3 separate regions of the Sus scrofa genome follow, and all the other regions are linked to region 2. A link is a contact called in public Hi-C and HiChIP or PLAC-seq data. All regions are on one chromosome and are shown on one strand. The core of a region is the stretch at or near the end of the contact, and the rest is flanking DNA. Distances in the headings are between cores, read along the strand shown. Region 1 has its middle 30 kb from the start of ZBTB8A. Region 2 holds the start of BSDC1 (BSD domain-containing protein 1). Region 3 holds the start of MARCKSL1 (MARCKS-related protein).

The links. A called contact is a pair of places that touch in the nucleus more often than the background predicts. HiChIP or PLAC-seq counts read pairs in DNA pulled down with a chosen protein or histone mark.
Region 1: a Hi-C map of liver shows a contact between it and region 2, with 2.0 times the contacts expected there. The contact joins the enhancer-like site here to the promoter of BSDC1 in region 2. A contact is called at or near these places in 1 of 5 promoter capture datasets (liver) and 18 of 47 Hi-C or Micro-C datasets (adipose tissue, embryonic fibroblasts, epiblast stem cells and 8 more).
Region 3: an H3K27ac HiChIP or PLAC-seq map of alveolar macrophages shows a contact between it and region 2. The contact joins the promoter of MARCKSL1 here to the promoter of BSDC1 in region 2. A contact is called at or near these places in 2 of 47 Hi-C or Micro-C datasets (both in skeletal muscle) and 2 of 2 datasets of contacts at active chromatin or transcription factors (alveolar macrophages and skeletal muscle).

Annotation. Positions count from the first base shown.
Region 1 is chr6:88,890,853-88,894,399 of Sscrofa11.1, forward strand. No RefSeq gene overlaps it. Among named protein-coding and RNA genes, the nearest start is that of ZBTB8A, 30 kb to the right of the region's middle. Within about 2 kb of position 2,244, at least 43 of the 83 cell types and tissues checked have an H3K27ac peak or open chromatin away from gene starts, as enhancers often do. A contact at or near this core is called in adipose tissue, epiblast stem cells, liver and 3 more, where this site is marked.
Region 2 is chr6:88,837,100-88,840,597 of Sscrofa11.1, forward strand. BSDC1 (BSD domain-containing protein 1) reads right to left here and starts at 2,109. Exons shown (of 12, transcript XM_005665183.3): 1 at 1,752-2,109; 2 at 1,385-1,445.
Region 3 is chr6:88,785,621-88,789,467 of Sscrofa11.1, forward strand. It overlaps MARCKSL1 (MARCKS-related protein), which reads right to left and starts at 2,152. Exons shown (of 4, transcript XM_003356281.4): 1 at 1,862-2,152; 2 at 1,434-1,463; 3 at 919-1,066; 4 at 1-916. The coding sequence starts at 1,948. The coding sequence ends at 555.

The DNA of each region.
Region 1 (3,547 bases), core at 994-3,493, 54 kb after region 2:
TGTTTCTTGGAGTTCCCATTGGGGCCCAGTGGAAATGAACCCGACCAATATCCATGAGGATGCAGGTTTGATCCCTGGCCTCACTCAGTTGGTTAAGGATCCTGTGTTGCTGTGAGCTGTAGTGTAGGTTGCAGACTAGGCTTGTATCCCAAGTTGCCATGCTGTGGCTGTGGCTGGCAGCTATGGTTTTGATTTGACCTGGGAGCTTCCACATGTCCACATGCTTCAGGCGCAGCCCTAAAAAGACCAAAAAAAAAAAAAAGAGAGAGAGAGAGAATGGTTCCTGGAGTTCCTGTCATGGCTCAGCAGAAACAAAGCTGACTAGCATCCATGAAGACGCAGTTTCAATCCCTGGCCTTGGTCAGTGGGTTAAGGATCCAGTGTTCCTGTGAGCTATGGTGTAGCTTACAGACGTGGCTCAGATCCTGTGTTGCTGTGGCTGTGGTGTAGACCAGCAGCTACAGCTCTGATTCAACCCCTAGCCTGGGAACTTCCATATGCCACGAGCACCGCCATGAAAATACCAAAAAAAAAAAAAAAAAAAAAAAAAGATAATGGTTCTCAAAGTTTGGCTCTAGGACCAGCAACAATAGCACCATCCCCGGGGGATTCTGATGCAAAGTAAAGTTTGAGAACAGTTTTAAGAGATTTGTTTCAAGATTAAAATGGGTGACTTTTTTGAGTTCCCCGTGTGGCTCAGCAGTAACGAACCCAACTGGGATCCATGAGGACTCAGGTTCGATCCCTGGCCTCACTCAGTGGGTTAAGGATCCAGCGTTGCCATGAGCTGTGGCGTAGGTCCCAAACACAGCTTGGATCCAGCGTTGCTGTGGCTGTGGTGTAGGCTAGCAGCCTGATATGACCCCTAGCCTGGGAACTTGCATATGCCATGGGTGTGGCCCTAAAAAGACATAAAATAAAATGAAATAAAATAGGTGACTTTTTGAGCATCCTAGGAGAGGAAGTCAACAGATCACCTAGAATTAGAAAGTCAAGGCTGAGGCTGTTACTGTCCTTGTTTATGCTTCTTGTCCACCTCTCCGTGCCTGTGTGAGGTTCCTCATTCATTCTCAGGCTAGCTTTCTTCTGCACATTTATCAGTTCTAAATGACTGCTCCAGCCCCTACCTGTCCTTCAGTTAAAATCCTCCAAAGGGAGTTCTGGTTGTGGTGCAGTGGTTAACAAATCCGACTAGGAACCACGAGGTTGAGGGTCTGGTCCCTGGCCTTGCTCAGTGGGTTAAAGATCCGGCGTTGCTGTGAGCTGTGGTGTAGGTTGCAGACGCGGCTCGGATCCCGAGTGGCTGTGGCTGTGGCTGTGGTGTAGGCCGGCGGCTACAGCTCCGATTAGACCCTTAGCCTGGGAACCTCCATAAGCTGCAGGAGCAGCCCAAGAAAAGGCAAAAAGACAAAAAAAAAAAAAAAAAAAAAAAAGTTCTGGAGTTTTCTTGCAAGTTCAGGCTCCCTCATTGTCACTGCAGTGGCTGGGGTCACTGCTGTGGCCCAAGTTCCATCCCTGGCCCTGGAACTTTCAGATGCCACTGGCACAGCCAAAAAAAAAGAAAAGAAAAGTCATGAAGTTCTTTCTGAGGGGGGAGGGGGCCGAGCCCAGGACATAGAGAAATTCCCAGGGAAGGGATTGAACCCACCACTCAGCTGCCACGCAAGTCATAGCAGTGCCAAGGCAGGATCCTTAACCCACTGTGCCATCAGGAAACTCCAGGAACAAAGTTACCTGTTACAACATGGATAAATCTTGAAAATAGTGCACTAGGTGAGAGAAACCAGTCACAAACGACATCTACTGTATAATCTCATGTATGTAAAATACTCAGAACAGGCAAATCCACAGAGACAAGAAGCAGATAAGTGGTTGCCAGTAGCTGGGCAGGGAGGAGGGAATGGCTACAAATGGGGGCAGGTTTCCCTTTGAGGTGATGAAAAAGTTTTGCAACTAGATGGTGGTGATGGTTGCACAACGCTATGAATGTACTTACTGCTACTGAATTGTGCTTTAAAATGATACCTTTTAAATACACTTTACAATTTAAAAAACCATCTAGTTATTGTTTCTGGGACTCTCGTAGGTATTCACCGGAGGGTGGCGGGGCATCAGGGTTGCCTGGGAAAGGCCCAGGAGCATCTCTGGGGGCGGGGGCGGGGGACCTGCCCAGCGGGATGGGCCTGGGCTTGGCGCCCCGAGATGTCCCCGGTCCAGACAGGGCAGGAGGCGCCGAGGCGAGCGGGCGCCATTTGCAGTCTCGGGCGCAGCCGCGGCGGCGCGAGGGTTCCGAGGGGCTGGAGACGGTCACAAAGGAGGCCCGGGCAGCTGGCGCCGAGGACCTGGCCTCGGGGCGGCGGCGGGCGCGCTGGCTCCCAGACTGCACGGCCGCCCGGCCCAGTCCGCCTGCGAACCCGGGAGGGGTTGCGGGACAATGGCCCTGCCGTCTCTGCCCGCCCAGCGGCCCCTGCCGAGCGCCGCGCCCGCCAGGCGGCGGCGACGAAAGGCGAGAAGGTGCGCGGAGCCTCCTGGTGGCGGCGAGAAGGCGGCTCGGAAAATGTGCCCGGCGTGTCTGGAGGCGTGGGGCTGCGCAGACTCTGGGCATTGGCTGTGCGGATGGCGTGGCAAGGGGGCCAGGCCAGCTAAATTGTTGGATCTCCCGCTGTTTGGTTTGGTGGGTGTCACCTTGACTAGATTCAGACTATTCGTTTTGGCAGGACTGTCACAGAAGTGATGCTTCCTTCTCAAAGCATCATCACGTCAAGTGCCCCACACTGTCAGCTTGTCAGTTTATCTCATTACTGATGATGTTCACGTGGATCCTTGATTAAAAACGTCTGCCAGGCTTCGCCACTGTAAAGGTACATTTTTTCCATTTGTAAAGTATTACATAGGGAGGTACTTTGAAACTACATAAATCACCCATTTCTCATCACACCTTTAAAATTTTATTCATTAATTTTTTCCTTCCAGTTTTATTCGGATATAATTTACATACAGCAGTGTATGAGTACAGCATAATGATTTGACCTACATCATAAAATGATTATCACAATACGTTTAATGAGCATCCATCATCTCACACAGATATAAAATTAAAGAAACAGAAAAAATATTTTTCTTTGTGATAAGAACTCTTACCATTTAATGTTAACAACTTTCATATATAGCTCACAGCAGTGTTAGTTTTATTTTTCACGTTGTATATTACATCTCTAGTACTTTAATAACTGAAAGTTTGTTTTGGCTGCCTTCATTCAATTCTCCCCCCACCCCTCAAACTCTCCCCTCCTGCCTCTGATAACCACAAATCTGATATCTTTTCCTATGAGTTTGTTTGTCTTTGGAAGTTTAATTAACCTACAATACTATGCTATTTCCTTTTATACAACATAGTTGTTGGATATTTCTGTACATTTCAAAATGAATGCCGTAAGTCTAGTTATGATCTGTCACCACACAAAAACATTACGTAATTATTAACTATATTCCCCACACTGTACCTTCCATATCTGTGACATTTATTTTGCATCTGGAAATTTGTACC
Region 2 (3,498 bases), core at 859-3,358:
AAGTAAGGAGCAGAGGAAGGCAGATTACAGTACCATCTCAGAGCTGTATTTTCTAGGGCAATATATGCTATGGGGTACAAAAGAATTAGGGATGCTGGGAATTGAGTGGTACAGATGGAGCCAGAATAGGAAGGGGAGCAAGGCAGGTAAGCACTGAAAGACCAAGAATGAAATGGAAGGAAAAATGGACGGGTGGTATTTGAGAGGTTTCCTCATCACTCTCGGTACTTAATAAAAATAGCTAAGGCTTATACAGTACTTACTATGTGCTAGGTATTGTTCTCTGTGCTTTACCTTTACATATTTAATTTCCAGAACAATCCTATCAGGTATTACCAGACTCTCATTTTACAGATGAGAAACTGAGGCTTGAGAGGTTAAATCACTTGCCCAGGTTGATAGAGAAGTAGAAAATTAAATCTTTTCTTTCCAAATGGGGAACTGTCAAAGGCAGAAACAACACCGACTCCCCTAAATTCAAATAAGAAAACAAAGATGGAAGGCTAGTTAACTACTAATTTTTGTGAGTCATGATAAGACCAACCTTGAGAGTCACACACAAGAGGCCCTCATACCACATTCGCTAAATGAATGTCAGACTCCTTCCAGCAGATTGCTCAACAAGAAGCAAGCTACTTTGGGGTCTCTTCCATTACGCCTCAGATTGAAATTCTCTGAGTCTTCATCAACAACATAAACACCTCAGGCATTCTTAGATTTGCTGGGCTGTAGGAGGGAAGCCTCCTGGAGTCAGCCTTGAAGCAGGACTCACCCCAGTTGCTTGAGGTAAATAGTAATTAACTTTTTCCAGAATTCAGTTGGGTTGGTTTTGACAAACTAGCATGGAATGAAACAGGAATGCACAGGGCACTGTCCACTGGCAAAGCCAAGTCTCACTCATCCCACAGGGATTGCTGTCTCCCCACTGGACTGAGTTTTGGGAGACCCAGGACTGCATCTGTTTGGCTAACATCGGTATCCTCAGGACCTGTCAGAGAGTGCTGGCTGTGGCATAGACTCTTAATATTTGAATGAATATAAGAGTAAGCTTCTATTTCTAGAATCCTTTTTCTTCAAGGTCTAGATCAAATGTTCTCTCTTCTACGAAGCTGTGTACTTTCCAAGCAAAAATAAATAGTTCCTTCCCATGGGTTTCCACGACACGGTCGCTCCAGCCTCTAAGACTGTCTTTATTTCACGGTAGTTAGACACTGGTCTGAGTCGGGCTGTGTTCTCCCTTAGACCAACAGGAGCTAAAAGTAGGGCCTCAGTCGGTTTCATCCCAGAGGCTTGGCGGCCACACAGGTCAGGCGGGGTGGCTCGGACCAGGTTGCAGTGAGGCGGCGCGGGGCCCTACCCTAGAAAGGGCGCTGGCCCGGCTTACCTTCTCCTTGACTGCCTGGTAGCTCTGCTGCAGCCAGCTCCGCCACCATCCCACGTCCTCCCTGTGGAAGACAGACACATCTGGCGGCCCCGCGGTGCGACTTTCGCCCGCGCAAAAATCGGGTCTCAGCTTCCCCCTCAGATGTGGCCCGCGGACCGAGGCTTCGAAAGCCGCTTCCCCACCCCCTCACTCTGCGACTCCCCGCCTTTTCAGCTCCGTCCACGCCCACGCTGGCCTCCAGCTCCCCGCGGGGACCCTGGCCCAGCACCCCAACCCTGGGAGAATTCAGGGCCCAACGCCCGAGAACTAGATGACGGGCTCACCCTTCCGCCATCTTGCCCGCATGACATCATCACTATTTACTGACCTTTGACTTCCGACACGGCACCGCCCCCTCAAGCACCGCCCCGGAGAGCGGGGCCCAATCCTCAGGCCGACACCGCCCTCAGCCCAATCTCCGCCCCGCTCCTTCACTAGGCTCCGCCTCTTTAAGCTGCCTCTAGTCTCCGTCCAGAGTTCGGACTTAAACTCCGCTCGGTCCAATCCTCACCCATTTTCGTCTTCAGGCCCCTCCCCCTCACTGTTAGCCCCACCCCACCAACCTAGAACCTTTATCGATATCAGCGGACATGCGATACGGTGGCCGCTTTGGACCAAGATCAGCCCTCTGGCTGTGGGCTTAGAGAGCTGGGAGTAGAGGAATAAAGGGAGCGAGCCTGGCCGCTGCTCGAATGTCCGTAGGCCCTAAGCTCAAGGCTAGGACCGCCCCCCTTTATGAAACCAGCAGCGTAGCAGCTGCCTGGGGCTCTTTGGGCTAATTCAGCAACCGCAGTTTGCGGAGCTCTGGGCCAGGGCTTGGAGGTGTTTGGAGGAAAATTCAGAAGTGACTTCGATGCAGCCTCGGGAGACGGTCTCAGGATATTGGGGAGACACACATTTAGTTACCTCAGTTCTTGGCGACTTAACTCAGAATAGCGTGAGCTGGATGGGATCTGGAGAAATCCGGAGACAGTCTGGAGGAAGGGGATTGAGTGTGTAGTGGGGTGTGTGTGTGTGTGTGTGTGTGAGCTGGAGACACTTTCCAGAGCAGGCTTCCACTGCCCATGCTGCCTCATTTGCTTGCCTGCACCTGCATCCTCATACTTTGTACTGGATCCCATTACCTCTTGTCTGAAGGCGTAGCTTTAGTAATTATTTTCCCCCATTGCGTTCTCTTTCCCCTCTTTACCGGATTATTTGTGTCATCATGTATACTTTTATTATCCCCATCGTAAGCAAACAAAAACTTGACCCTCATCATTTCCCTGTTCCCCTTTGCAACAAACTCCTCCATTCTCTCTTTTTTCTTTTTTCACTCGTACTTGCCGCATATGGATGTTCTTGGGCCAGGGATCAAATCCAAGCCACTGCTGCGACCTATGCCACAGCTGCGGCAGTGTGGATCCTTAACCCAGTGCACCCGGCATTGAACCTGAATCTCCAAAGCCACCGCAGCTGCTGCCGTCAGGACCTTAACCCACTGAGCCACAGTGGGAACGCCTCCATTCTCTCTTGAGCTCACTTCAGTGAGGTTTCTACCTCTCCACTGTACTTTAAATCACTTTTGCTAGGGTGCCAAGGGCAATGACCAATTTTCAGCTCTTTATAGTATCTTATTTAATGCAACTGATCTCTTTCCTTTTATGTTCATTTTCTTCACGTGGCTTCCAGGACATCATGACCTCCTGACTTTCCTTCTACCTCACAGGCATCTCCTCAAGGTTCTTCGCTGTTTTCTTTTCTTTCCTTTTTTTTTTTTTTTTTTTTTTTTTTTTGGTCTTTTTGCCTTTTCTATGGCTGCACCCGCGACATATGGAGGTTCCCAGGCTAGAGTCGAATCAGAGCTGTAGCCACCGCCCTACGCCAGAGCCACAGCAATGCAGGATCCGAGCTGCGTCTGTGACCCACCACAGCTCACCGGCAACGCCAGATCCTTAACGCACTGAGTGGCCAGGGATCATACCCGAAACCTCCCGGTTCCTAGTTGGATTTGTTAACCACTGAGCCACAATGGGAACTCCTCCTTTCCTTCTTTAAGACTCACACCCACAGCATATGGAAGTTTCCAGGCTAGG
Region 3 (3,847 bases), core at 902-3,401, 51 kb before region 2:
TGCTTACCAAGTCAAAAAAGAGACAGTTGATTCACAAGCTGGAGGTTCGAACTTGAGTAAGACATTTATAAAAACCTAGACAGGGGCTCTGTCCTCCCCAGCCCAGGTGCCACTAGGCACAGCACGAGAGACTAGAAACTCAACAGGGGAAGGCTGGACACTCAGGATTTGGGAGTGTAGGCACCCCCAGATCTGGCTCAGGGATTTGGGGAATAAACAAAACCTACTTGGAAAAGAATTGGGGGAGAAAACCAGCAACTGCCTTCTGCATGGGTGGGGACAGGGAAGGAGGGAGGGCCAGGGGCAGGAGCATTTCACATCACTAACCTAACTGGGGAGACTGCAAGGGACCACCTTCAGCTGGCCTTAGGAGGAAGACCAGATGGATGATGGGAGAATCCACAGGAGGGAGAGGAGAGGGAACGTGGCTAGGGGGCAACAGCCCCTTCCTTTCTGGGCACAGGAAGGCAGCCAGGGCACCAGGTCCAGGCAGTGACCTCACAAGGACAGCACAGTTTTTGCAGCTTAGAGGTCACCCACCTGCCCCCACCCAGCTACTCATTCTGCTCGCTGGCTGGTGTAGGGCCACTCTCCGGCCCCAAGGGAGTGGATGGCTCTGTGGCCTGGGGCCCTGCCTCTTCTTCTGTGTCTCCGCCCTTGGAGGCAGCACCAGCCTCTGCCCCTTTGGCCTGGGGCTCCTGGCTCTCAGGGGTGGCAACAGCCTTCCCTTCCTGGGCAGTGCCTTCCTCGCTGCAGGCACCGATCTCCCCCTGCTCTTGCTCTTCCTCTGTGGGCGAGGAGGCAGACGAATCGCCCCCACCCTCCTTCCGATTTCTCTTGAAGGACAGGCCACTCAATTTGAAAGGCTTCTTGAAAGAGAATTTCTTCTTCTTCTTGGGGGTCTCCTTGGGGGGGCCTCCCCCTTGGCCTCAGCCCCCTGGCCAGGGGGTGCTGGCTCGATGGCATCGCCAGTGGCCCCGGCTGCCTCCTCTGTTTCGTTCACGGGGGGCGACTCCCCTTCACCTTTGGGGGATAAGTCTCCATTGCTTTTCACGTGGCCGTTCTCCTGCAAGGCAGAGGAGACAGCAGTGAGGGCCGGGGCTCTGACTCCCCTCCCCCAGCCCGCCCCTGACCTCTCGCAGACAACGGGGTCCCGACTCACTGCGCCGCACCCCCGGAGCCGGCATCCCGTCAAGCCTCCCCCTCCTGCCCCGCACCGGCGCGGCCGGCAGGAGGCGCTGGGGTCCCGGGCGCCCCCTCCCCCGGGGCGCGCTCTCTATTCGGCGCTAGAGCCGCCCGCGGCCGCGGATCCCGGGCGGGCGAGGGAGCCGAGCGGCCGACACTGGGCGGGAAGCCGCCCCGGGGCGCTGTTCGCCGCACCTGGACCGCCTGTTTTCCCTGCCTCTTGCTTTGTGTAAACGGCCCCCACCCACCTCAGGCTCTCCCCACGCCGCGGCTCCTCCCTAAAAAAAAAAAAAAAAAAAAAGGCCGTGGGCTATTGAGGTCGGGTCTGCGGGGGGAGTGCCCTCCCCTCCTGGCGCCCGCCCCGCGGTCCCCGGGTGCCCCCTTGGCGCGGCCCAGCAGCGCCTTTGTTCCCCGTGCGGCCCTCGGGGCGGCCGGGGGCAGCGCCGGGGGCCGGGGCCGCGAACAAAGAAGGCGGCGGGGCCCGGCCGGCGCCCCCTCCCCGCCCCTCCCCTCGCTTCGCCCGCGGGGGCTGCGGCGCCGAGAACAAAGGGACCGGGCGGGGGAGGGGGCGCCGCGTGTCCCGGGCCGGACAAAGCGCGCGGCCCCGGCCCGGGGCCCTAGAGGGGGCGAGGTGTGAGAGGAGGGGGCCGGGTCGGGCCGGGCCGAACGCACCCACCTGTCCGTTAACCTTAGCGGGGGAAGCGCCTGCTGCCTCCTCGGTGGTCACGTCGCCCCGGGGAGCCTTGGAGCTCTGGCTGCCCATGGTGGGGGTTCTGCTGGGGGGCGCCCGGAGCCACCCCGGGCTCGCGCCGCAGGGGATAGTTCGGTCGGGTGGGCCTGGCCGGCGGAGGGGTGGGGCTCACGCCTGAGGGGGAGGGGTGTCGGGGGGAAACCGACTGCACCCCCGCTCCGTGCCCGACCCGCTGGCTGCGCCCGCCGCCTCTCTGCTCCGCGCCAGAATGCCGCCCGCCGCCCGCCGAGCCGCCCATATATACGCGCCCGGAGCTCGGGGCGGGGCCGGACATTTAAATGAGCGCCCAATCGAGGGGCGGAGGCGGGCTCAGGTCGCTGGCCCCACTTGCGCAGTGGGAGACGCTGGCGGTCTGGGCCCCCCCAGCCCACACGGCTGCCGGGGCAGGTGGGGTCCAGGGTGGGAAGGAGAGGGGGGGCGCCTCCGCGAGCCGCGCGGAGAAGGGCTCCTAGAGGAAAGAGGAGAAGGCAGTCATCCTCTCCTCTCACCGCCCACCTCTCAGGGTGGACACCCCAGCTTCTGGAGTGGCCCCTATAGCCTTGGTTGGGCACTGGCAGCCCAGTCAGTGTCCTCGTAGAACTCTGCGAAAGACTCACATGCCCAGACTCGTTAGCCGGCTGGTCCCGAGTTATGCTCCAGAGAATGTGATCGTGGAAGCCGCAGGGCCAGGGCTGGGTCCTGCACCCCCTCAGGCCGGGAGACCAGTACGAGGTCCCGCCCAGGTTCCTGCCTGCCGGCCCCGGGCAGCCTGGAAAGTCTGACCCGCTGCAGGGTCGCTCTGATCAGACTGGTGAGGGCTGTCCCTCATTCCTTTTCTCAGTCCTCTGGTGGCCAGTCACACCGAACCCCCACAGACAAGCTCACCCTTGGCCCTTCCTGCCCTCAGCCTGGATCTATGTCAAAGTCCTGTCTGGGGTGGTCTTGTGACCTTGAGGGGCATCTCCATCCCGGTTGGAAAGCTGAGGAGCCTGAGGCTCACAGATGAGGACATAACCTGTCTGACTCTGACACTCTCCCTTGTCATGGGCTCCCCTGCATCAGAGACCCTCCCCAAGCTGGCAGAAGAAGCCCAGGAAGGGATTCAACAAACCTTAAATCATGCCAGTTCCTGAGGCCTTGAATGGCCCCTTGAGGACAGCCTCCAAGCTACCAGGCCAGCCTTCGGCCCTGCCTGAGTGACAGAGCCAGGAGTCAGGGGCCAGGTAGAGGTGGCTGGAGACGCTCCAGCTGGAATCTCCTGCCACTCCCCCAGAGCAGACCAGGGGGAACCCCAGAGTCCTGGCTGGCTGGGATGTGTGTGTGTCCGTCCCCAAGAGGAAGGGGATGGGGGCTGAAGGAAGCAAAGTTGCAAAGGCAGAGCTCAGCACGTCCCTCCTTCACTCCCTCCTTCCTACAAATAAGGCCTCCTGGGAGGGCTGAGGTTATGAGGTGTGGAGACACCTCAGGGCCTAAGAAATCAGGAACGCCCACAGGTCCGACCACAGAGGAGGTGGCTTCTACATTCAGCACTCACTCTTGTAGCCTCCATCCCTGCCCCCACTCCAAGGCTACACTTGGCTTCATTAGTGCCCCCCCCCCCCATTTTACAGACTAGGACAGAGGTTCAGAAAGGGAAACTGACATGCCCAAGGGCACACAGCAGATACCTGTAGCTGCGGGTAACAGAGTTTGGAGAGACCTACAAAAAGGGGCTGGGAACTATAAGGAAAGCCTTGGAAGAATTCTCTGTTGAGACCTGGGGCTGCCTGGTCAGAATGGGAGGCAAGAAGAGTTAGCTTTGGGGACAGGAAAGGGCACCATGGCCCACTGCAGCTCACTGACAGGACAGTGACTTCTCCACCCACTGCCACTAAGGGATGGACATCGTGACCTGCCTCTCTGTCTCAGCCACAATAGGGAACCCACAATGCT